Regions from separate parts of the Oryctolagus cuniculus genome. Here region 2 is linked to region 1. A link is a contact called in public Hi-C data. All regions are on one chromosome and are shown on one strand. Each heading gives the region's core, a stretch centred on a gene start, on an enhancer-like site or on the middle of the called end of the contact. The rest is flanking DNA. Distances are from core to core; before and after follow the strand shown.

Evidence for each region. Hi-C and Micro-C count contacts between places; a contact is called where the count stands out from the background.
Region 2: a Hi-C map of skin fibroblasts shows a contact between it and region 1, with 4 times the contacts expected there. The contact joins the promoter of WASF1 here to the enhancer-like site in region 1. A contact is called at or near these places in 2 of 6 Hi-C or Micro-C datasets (skin fibroblasts and an unstated tissue).

What each region holds. Positions count from the first base shown.
Region 1 is chr5:61,282,242-61,287,560 of mOryCun1.1, forward strand. CDC40 (cell division cycle 40) reads right to left here. Exons shown (of 16, transcript XM_051854422.2): 10 at 4,447-4,492; 11 at 2,458-2,559; 12 at 57-172. Among named protein-coding and RNA genes, the nearest start is that of CDC40, 37 kb to the right of the region's middle. Within about 2 kb of position 3,575, at least 1 of the 8 cell types and tissues checked has an H3K27ac peak or open chromatin away from gene starts, as enhancers often do.
Region 2 is chr5:61,319,185-61,324,407 of mOryCun1.1, forward strand. WASF1 (WASP family member 1) reads left to right here and starts at 3,058. Exons shown (of 9, transcript XM_051854424.2): 1 at 3,058-3,195. CDC40 (cell division cycle 40) reads right to left here and starts at 2,616. Exons shown (of 16, transcript XM_051854422.2): 1 at 2,482-2,616; 2 at 2,025-2,275. The coding sequence starts at 2,545.

The DNA.
Region 1 (5,319 bases), core at 2,325-4,824:
CTCTGATACAACATAAAGTTCCAGAATTTTAATAAAAATACGGTAAAGAAACTCACTTGCACAATCTTTTTATCAGACATCCCAGCCACAAAGAGATTTTGCTTGTCTTCATCAGGATTGAATTTGACACAGTAGGGCACTTTTCGGTTTGTAAATCTTGATATACACTGTCCTAAAACCAAAGGCTCAAATTAGATAAAATAAATTTAACCACTTAATAATGACTGTGGGATTAAGATCTAGAGGTCATTTGCTTAAATTTTTTTTGAGGTCAGCCTTCTTGCTCTTTATTATAAACGACACTGCCCCTTTTCACAGATTTTTAATGATTAAAAACAATTCTACCAATTGTAGAACAGATCAATCACAATTCCCCTTACATAATGGAAAACCACAAGCAACAGAAAAACAAACTAGCAATATAAGCCACTTGGGTGAATCTCAGGTTTTATATTGAGTGAAAGATACTGCCAACAAAAGAGAATATAAGGATGATCCCATTTACAAGAAGTTGAAGAACAGGCAGAATGAAATCTTGATGGCAGATGTGGTTCTGTGGTTGCTGGGAGTGGGTGCAGACTGAAAAAGCACATAAGAAACTCTACAAAATGCTGGGAATATTCTCTATGTTGACCTTGGTTTAAACAACTGCATAGAAATGTTACTGTGTTTTTATATATTTTTATAGAAATCTCACTGAATATTTACACACTTTATATACTTTATGGTTGAGCTTGGTTACAAAATAAGCAAAATTAACCAATATATTCTGACTATATTCCACAAGGGAAACATTTGCACAAGGGAGAGGATATGGGGCAACTTTCAGTATTAAATAAATATAAAGCAGACATTTAAAAAAGAGCAATATCAATATTTTGTTTGGGTTGGTTCTGAGGCTGGGATCTTATACACAATTCCTAGCATAAACCATGTCTTACACACATGCATATCTAACATATTTGTACACAGATAATGATTTCTAGAAGAGCCTGTTGAATGGTGGTTTCTCAGCCTTGGCATCACAGAGGAATAATCTCCGAATCCAAGACCTGGACCAAAGCTCTGAGGATGCGGCTCAGGCACCATTAATTTTAAAGTTCTTCAGATGCTTATGGTGTGCATGCAGCCAGAACTGAGGGCAACTGTGAAAGAGGGGAAGTGCATGGGCTCTGGTGTTCGAGAGAACTTGGTTTGAACCCAACTCCGTCACTTACTAGCTGTGTGACCCTAGAAAAGCTACTTCTTTAAGCCTCAGTTTCTTCATTTATAATGTGGGAACAGTACTTTATAGGGATGTATTAGAACTGAGGAGCAGGTGTGTGGCCTTGTGGTTTACATGCTCACACCCCATTCTCATAGTGTCCGCATTCAATCGCCAGCTCTTGCTCCTAACTCCAGCTTCCCATTGACGCAGTGATGATGGCCCAAGTGATTTCAGTTCCTGTCACTCATTTGGAAGAACTGGCTTTGCCGCCAGCTGGGCACTATTTGTGGGTATTTGGGGAGTAAACCAGTGATGGGTTTACTTCAAACACAAACACCATAGAGATGTCGCTCAAATAAAATAAAAAGAAAAAACTGAATGAGATATTGCATATTAGTACTTAGCATAATGCATGGTAAACAGTAAGTGTTTAATAAATATTAGCTATTATCACTTCATTTAAAAGATGGCTTTTTAATTATATAAATTACAAAAGCCACAATATACCAATGCAACTAATATGGCTGCAAATATATAAAACCAATGGGCACAAAGGAGTTTATACTGACATTTTAATCAATTTGAGCAATCAAGTTTATTCTGTTCATGTGACATTCATTATGCTTCTGTTAAGTGCAGTACACTGTGCTAGGTGATGTAGGGGAACAATAAGATAAATTAGATGAGCTAGGAAGATTTTCAATCTGCTTACCTGTCAATATGTTTGTATTATAAATGGTATATTGCTGGAGCAAAGCTCATAGTGAGAGCCACTTCATAGCTGAGTTTCACCTCTACAATTACATTTTGTGATATTAACTCTTAGTCAATGATAGGAGAATCTGCAATTTGAGAAGGTATTGTTTTGCCACAGAAGAGTACGTACACGACTGCATATATAAAACGCTAATTTAAGATAAACAGGTATATGTGTGTCAGTTCATGTCCCAGCTGTTCCTCTTCTAATCCAGCTCTCTGCTATAACCTGGGAAAGCCCTAGAAGATGGCCCAAGCACTTGGGCCCCTGCACCTGCATGGGAGATACATAAGAAGCTCCTGGCTCCAGGCTTTGGATGGCTTAGCTCTGGCCGTTGTGGCCATTTGGGGAGTAGACCAGCAGATGGAAGACCTTTCTCTCTGTCTCTCCTTCTCTCTGTCTGTAGCACTACCTCTCAAATAAATAAATAAAATCTTAAAAAAAAAAAAAAAAAAGGTAAACAGGTAGTAGTATTGCATAAGTGAGCTTTTACCCGTCTCGGTGTCCCAGAGCTTCAGGTATCTGTCATAGGCTGCACTAAGAAACTGTGTTCCTGCGGTGTTGAAGCAGATGTCCCTTACGGCTTTACTGTGACCTAAAGGGAGAGCCAACAGAAACGGCAGTGAATCGAAGTTTTGTACCTTCTCTTCAAACACAAACACCATAGAGAGCAACAGCACTGAACAGCGGTTCCCAAGTCAATCGTGAGTCATGAGCACTGGGCCCCCACTGCCTGATTTACTGACTTAGCATCCGCTGTGTGTGGGCCGAGGAATGTGGGTGTTTTTCCCTTTCAAGAAGCTCCTCCGGTGATTCTGATGCATAATGCTTTGGTAAGAACCAAGGCAAAAGGTATAATTATTTTTTTAAAGTTTGTCATGGCAATCTCTTAAAATGCAGTACATATAACAGATGACTAACTAGCCAGGAATTTACGGGAACATAATAGACCAATTATTGCCAATGAAAGAAATGACTACTGGAAGTTTGGAGGTTCACTCTGAGACAGCTCACCAGGTTGGAAGCGAAAACAAAGTGACTTAACCTCAAGTTCTGGAAATTATAGCCCTTGCCCAGTAACTGTGTATTTCTGTGACCACGCTACCAAATTCCCTAAACTGATTCAGAATCTCAAAGACAAAGTGTTTTTGAAAAGTATAGTATCAGCATCTATTTTGTTTGGTAATAAATTAATTCTAAGGTGCTGATTATACTTTACTAGGAAGTCAATCTTGCCAGGGAATTAACTCTTCTGAAAGTTACTGAGATAAATGAAACATGGCTAAACAAAAGCAGAAACTTTCCTGGCCCTGAGTCACCACCACCAATGCCGTGGCAACCAGGCATTCTTTTTCACAGCAGGAGTCTTGGTCAGAGCTGTTATCCCTTCCCTGTTCTATGGAAAAATGCTCTTCTACTACATGGCAACAGAAGAGGACCAAATCCACTACATCTGATGGAGACATTTTGTTCCCTTGCACCCAGCAAAGAGCCTTCCACAAGTCTTCCCTTAGGCTGCTGTGGCACCTTGGGCAGGATTTACTTACGCACTGAAGTCCTAAACTCATAACTAAGCACTAAGAACAGACTCCCACATGATTCTAAAAGCAGAGCCACTGCAAGCCACACACAGTTTGAATGTGGGCTAGTTAAGTTTGGGGAGAGTAACTCGCCTTCACACAGAACGAGAAAAACCATCAAGCTTTCCCAAAAGCTGCTTGTCTCAACGAGGTCCTCCCTCTGGCCCTCTTCTTCAAGAAGTTCTCTCAATCTTATCCTTCTTGATTGTGACTGCCACCCATCTAATGGCTTATTCAACAGTCTCACCTCCATCTCCCAAAGGCAGTTCTAATACATGAGTCTCAGAGCACATCTTACTCTTACGTTCTCTCTCTGACTGAACGGTCCCATGATACATCCAGTCACCTGGGGGTCACCCTAGATTCCTGCCATACTCTTCTCACTCACATTCCCTAATTAATACCACTGACTTTAACTCTTAATGGTTCCTCTCTTCTCCATCTCTGCTGTTTTGGCTCATCATCGCTATTTAGTCCAGGTCAGTGGAATACAGCAACTGTTTAATGGCTTGTCAGTGTTCTTAGGATACAGTCTAAACTCTTGATTAGTGGCACATAAGGAAGGTCCTCCAAATTCTGATTCCCCTTCAACTATTTTTTCCACTTTCGTCTCTGCCCATCCTACAAACCCCCCACCCCACCGCACCCCCAGTTCTGAAATCTAAGTAACCCCCTGCAGCAGCACACTTTCTCACACCACTTTGGGTTTTGCTTCTGCTTTCTTCACTTCCGACTTCTCTTTGTCTCTGTGGGGAAGCTTAGTCCTCTTTCCAGACCCAGCTCAGAGCTATGAAGACTTTCCTTCACATCAATGTAGCCAATTACTGCCAATAATGTCACTGTACTTTGAAAAGCCTTCCCAAACAGATTTATAGCCAGAAAGAAAAAAAAAAAAACATTACCAATAAATGTTCGCAGACAGCGGCGGTCTCCATAAACCTCCCACAACTGGGGAGAAAAAACACGTGGAAATATCAAATTTAGTAAAAGTCTTTCAATCAATAACAGTTAAATGCTGGCTATGTGTGTGCATAAGTGTGTGTGAGAACAAGGGATTTAAGCATCAAATACCACATGATACTACCAGTTTGTACTGTATTATTTCAAACACACATATGTGCACACAGCTCTCTTTAAAACTTTCATTTTACATCCAAACATCAAAAGGACTTAACTATGGATCAAGTTAATATGAGTGATTTTCATGCTCTTACTGTTTTTTTCCTACATATTTTCTATGATGAAAAGTTACTGCCATGTACATAACGTTTTGATACTGAAAGTGGTTTTTTTTTTTTTTTTTTTTCATTTTACTTTTCTGAAGGAACACATAAAAGCTATGTTAAAATGATGATCTGGGGGACAATGCTGTGGTGTAGCGGTTAAAGCCACCACCTGCAGGGCTGGTATCCCATAGGGGAGCCTATTTGAGTCTCGGCTGCTTTACTTCTGATCCAACTCCATGCTATGGCAGAGAGAAAGCAGTAGAAGATGGCCCAAATTCTTGGGTCCCTGCACCTGCGTGGGAGACCCAGAAGAAGCTCCTGGCTCCTGGCTTCAGACTGGTGCAACTCTGGCCATTGCTGTCATTTGGGAGTGAACCAATGGATGGAAGACCTCTTTCTCTTTCTCTCTCACTTTCTCTCTCTGTGTAACTTTGACTTTCAAATAAATACAATAAATCTTTAAAAAAAAGATTTATTTATTTATTTATTTGAAAGACAGAGTTACAGAGAGAGGTACAGAGAGAGAGGTCTTCCATCCGCTGGTTCACT
Region 2 (5,223 bases), core at 1,808-4,307, 36 kb after region 1:
AGGTTCTCTATGTCTTGATGACAAATCTTATAGCTCTGGGAGATGGGACCAGGGTCATTCAACTTCACAGATGAGAGATCAGGCACAGAAGACTTCCATAACTTATCCAAGGCCACTGAACGTTGGAGGCAGGATTTGAATCCTGGGAGTTTTATCTCTAGAGGCTGTGCAACCACTTCCCAGTGTTTATCTGTGAGCTGAAGCACAGATGGAGGCCAAAGATATGGGAGAATACGTGGAGTACCAAGAGGACTTATAGGGCAGAGTCCTGGGGACACCACTGCTGAAAAGGAGGGCAAGAGAAGAGGGGACCAGGAAAGTTCAGTGTCATCTGCTGAGCGAGTCAAGGCAAAGGACAGAACATGACAATTGCAAGGCCTGGGGCATCTTCCAGGAGGAGCTTCCCAAGAGGCTAGAGCCAGGCTGCACTAGGTTTAGGAGGAAAACTGAAGACAGCTCCAAAAGGCTGAGCTATGAAAGGAATAAAGATTAAGGAGGTCGTGATGGGCTTTAGGGTTGAAGAGTCTGTTAGAAAGACAGGAGGGGCGGGCGCTGTGGCGCAGTGGGTTAACATCCTGGCCTGAGGCGCCGGCATCCCTTTTGGGTGCCGGTTCTGGTCCTGGCTGCTCCACTTCCAGTCCAGCTCTCTGCTGTGGCCTGGGAGGGCAGGGAAAGATGGGCCAAGTCCTAGGGTCCCTGCACCCACGTTGGAGACCTGGTCCTGATCAGCACAGCTCCGGCCATTGCAGCCATCTGAGGAGTGAAGCAGCGGATGGAAGACCTCTCTCTGCCTCTACCTCTCTCTGTGTAACTCTCTCAAATAAATAATCTTTAAAAAAAAAAGACAGGAGGATTCTAAGCATTCTTTCATGACAGATGTCAATTAATAGAAAATAAAATTCATGGAGAGTCTACTAAAACCTCCACAAGGCTCTCTTTGCACTTGACTTTGGAACAACTTAGAAAGGAAACTTTGCCCACGGCCTGGCCTCCTCTCCCCGCATCTGAAGCTTCTGGTCGCCCACAGGAACTCTGCCTGGTCCACACTACCACTGGAGCTGTTGTTGGGCTCCCGTCAGCACAGCCCTGCCTCCGTACTTGAGACACACGAGCCTCTGCCTTCTCAGGGTTGCCTGTCCCGGCTGGTGCAGCACCGGCTTCTAGTTCTCCCTGACAACCTCTGGAAATCACACTCCTTCCTTACTCTGTTATGGAACTCAATTTTCTGCCCTGGCAGGCCTCAATCCACTGTGTCCACTCTGCTCCGACCCGTTTAACTGGCAACTTCTTTCACTAGAAATCACCTAATGATGGCACAGGCTGACTTGTGGGCCAATGTGCCTTCAGCCCTTTGAACAGCTTCCTCGATAAATATTCGCTAAATGAACTCTAAAAGCCCAATATCGGCCTTTATCACATTCCTCCAATGGCATTGTGCCTGCTCTTCCTCAAATCCAAGGCCTTTTTCTCACTATTTTAACACATAATCAACAACAGCTAACAAGGATCGCACTCGCACTAGATACCAGGCTCTGTGCTATAAACTTTATTTATATAAATGGTCTCAATCTTCACAAGAATCCTCCCAAATACAAAGGTGCTTTGAAAATTGTCTCCACGGCGAGGAAAGAGAGGAGGCTGCCTAACTTGCCCAAAGTTCACACCAGTGGCGGCGCACGGATTGGAACCTGGTTCTTACTTAAAAAACAAAACAAAGCCGGGCCACTGTTCACTTCGTACCCCAGCTTGTACAGTTCTGGTCTAGTTTCATTCCTGTTCTGAGATTACACCGGCTTCGTCCAAGCCTTGTCCCAATCCACCCCGCTTCCCACCTGCTTTCTGACAGCGGGGGGCGAGGGCAGGGGTTCTGGGGGCTCTAGAGGGCTGCTCCGCAGATGCAATCCAAGCGTTAGAGACTGGCCTCTCGGCGCCGAGAAAGAGGCAAAACGTGGCCGAACAGCGGCCGGCGGCGACTTTGGAGCTGGAGCCCATTCCCGCACCGCAGCGGTGGCCGCAGCACTTACCTTAACTGCCACCTCCGGAGCCGAGTCCACCGCCACTGCCAGCGAGGGCTTGGCCGAAGGCGATTTAGTCAGATGCATGAGAGACTCGGCGGCTGGCAGCGGACATCGGCCGCCTTCACTGTCCGAGTCGGATTCGGACCCCGAACCCGAACCGTAGGAAGCGGCCAGAGCTGCAATAGCAGCCGACATGACGGCAAACTGATCCTCTGCGGACACCAGGCCCGGGCGGAAGGAGAAGCGGCTTCCAGGTCCTGACAGACAGCCGTGAAACACATTATTTACTTCCTTGGCTAAGAAATCATTTGTAACATTTTGAAAAAAAAAACAGACCAATTATTATTTGAATAGTTTCTATAGGATTAAGAGGTTGGAAACATTTACCTAAGGAACCAGTTTTAACAGCTGGTCACTTTCAGGACCTGGAGGACTAGATTAAAAACTACGAGTTCAGAAATACCTGGAGGCCTTGCGGCCACACACTCCCGGCGTGCAGCGCGGCGGGAAGTGCGCGCAGGCACCATGGGAAATGTAGTTTAGGGCGAGAAGGCGGGGCTGGCGGGCAGGTCTCTCCTCGACCCCGCCCCTGGATGGATGGTTCATTCAATTGGCTATCATCTTCCCTCATTCCCTCGCCAAGCTGGGTTCTCTCCGTCCCCCTCCCCCAAACTGAGGTTTGGGTAATACCACAGAGCCTCCGGAAAGGGGGGAAACGTGGTCTTCACCCCCACGGATGGGCGAGTGGGCGGAGGCTCGGTTTCCCATCACCGCAGCGCCTGGGCACTGGGGGCTGAAGAGGAGAGTGAGAATCTTGAGTTTGAAGACCTGTCACTGACCAGGAATAGCTCCTGGGTGGAAGGCTGGGAAATTGGGAGCAGAGAGTCCCGCGGTCCCCCCTGCCTCTGGCGCGGGTCCCCGCGCCCGGTTGTGGAGCGTCGCGCGCGGGGAGGGGGCGGGTGAGGCAGCGGCGGCTCGCGGTGTTGTTCGCTCGCGCGTCGAGCGCAGTGTGGGTCCGGCGAGCGGCGGGCGCCCCGGGCGGCGTTCCCCGCGGCCCGGCGCCTCAGCCGCTGCCCCGAGCGGGTCCCACCCCCGGAGCCTGCCCTTCCTGGGGGCTCTCGGTGGAGTCCCGGGAGCTGAGCGGGACCGGCGGCCGCCGCCGAAGCATGCAGAAGGGGTAAGGCACGAGCCCCTAGGTTTCACGGTGAGCGCGGCTCTCTCAGGGATTGTTTCCTCGGGGGAGGGGGCCGGGGAGAGGAACTCGGTCTCAGCGGCCGGAGCTGGAGCCGGGAGGCGTGTGCGTGGCTCTCCTGCCCGCAGAGGCGGCGGGGGTGGGTGGGCTCGCCTCCCCCGCCCCCATTCGCGGGTCTCCCGAGCTCCCGCCTCCCCGCCGCCGGCCCGGCTGGTGCTGCGGGGAGGCGGCGGTGGGCGCGCCGGGGTCTGCGCTGCGGGGACCGCCCTGAGGCGGCTCGGGGCGGGGACTCTGCGGGTCTCACCTGAAGTGCCGCCGCCTGGGCTCCCCAGCCCGCCCGCACCCTCGGCCTCTCGCCCGGGAGCCGGCTGCAGCCTCGGGTGGCCGAGAAGCCCCGGGCGGCTCTGCGTGCCCGAGGCTCGGTGCAGCCCGCTGGCGCGTTTGCGTGTTTGCGCCGCACGTCGGTGTCTGAAGCTATAACGGTAAAGCGGGTGCGGGCGTGCGGGTTTTCCTTTGAAGAGGAGGCGAAGCGATGCGGTCGCCCCCGCTGCCTACTCGTGGGGGGTGGGGAGGGGGCGTTGGGCAGAGTTAGGGAGCCGCTTGCTGGGCTGTGATGTCGGCGGGACTCGCCCATTGTGCCACCCAGATAATTATTCAACTATGCAGCATCCATTGCACCTTTGGCGTTGTTCTCCCCTGGCTGCAGCGTGCCCCCTAGCTTCCGTACTCTGACACCTTCTGCACTCGCGGGGCCTGAGCTGGAATAGTGATGACAGCACATCCGACCCGAGCCTCGGCGACCTGTTCTGTAGACGGTTGATCAATTAAGCCCCAGCTAGAGTACGTACTTCAGCAGGGCTCACTGTGGTTCCTTTTTTGTAAAAGATACGCCTTGCATTCTGAATGCTCTGTGTTTTTTTTTTTTTTAATTTTATTTTTGGTGGTAGCTAAATCTTGTTCCTGTTCTGTAATAGATGTGATGGATGTATTGCTGATTCAACCCCTCTCCTGTTCTTTCCTGTGAGTCGTAGGGAACTTTGATTGGTCTAGTTGTTGATAGCGCTATGTCTACACATGTAGTCTCAATCTGAACTCTACGGGAGCAATTTATCCTTTTGCTCTTAAGCTTCTGTTGGGAAAAGTTTTTATTTGTATTGAATATTTTAATAAAGTATTTGAATAAAACATCTCAAGTTTTGAATGAGAAAACTTTGGTATTTAATTTCACCAGTAGAATATTTGAATATTTGATTGCTAACCATAGCCTACAGTGGAATGAATGATGGGGTTTTTAATCGTACCCTAACTTAGCTGAATTTTATTTTTTATTCAGTTGTTTTCTTTGTAATATCATGTATTTACTTGCAGATCTTTTTCTTATGTTTCTAACTTCTGTCTACAAGGATAGCTATGTTCCAGTTTTACATGCTGTACCTGAAGGATGACATTTTTTTGCAAATATTACAAGCAACTGTTGGGTACTTGATGCTTACAAATTATTGTTTAAAAATAAATAATTCACTACCCCAAATAAGTGTTTTCCTTTGATTTTTGTAATCTTCCCTTTCCATTTTTCCTTTTTTAGGCTTCTTGCATTAACTCTTTTGATGAAACAGAATTGCAGATAGGCATTGCAAAGGCAATTTGAAAAGTACAGGACTTGTTTTCTGGCACTTGGAAGTGGCACACGTATGTTCATGCTGTAGGATCAGTTGCTTCCTTGAGAAATGACCTTGCAATTTACAAAATGGATACCTTTGTGCCTTGGTTTCCTTATGTGTAATGGAGATAATACTCATTTACTCCACTAGGTTGTATGTGTGGATCAGTAAGTATGCTTCATAATGCTTTTAAAGGAATTTAAATACTTTAGCTGATAAATTGACACTTTCAGTGAAAACTACAATGAAAAAATGTAATATGGATTTTCGCTGCCATGTTAGAATGACTGATTCACGTTGATTTTAATTTGGAGCAATACTTAGAGTGATACTTCTAAATTGAAGAAAGCTT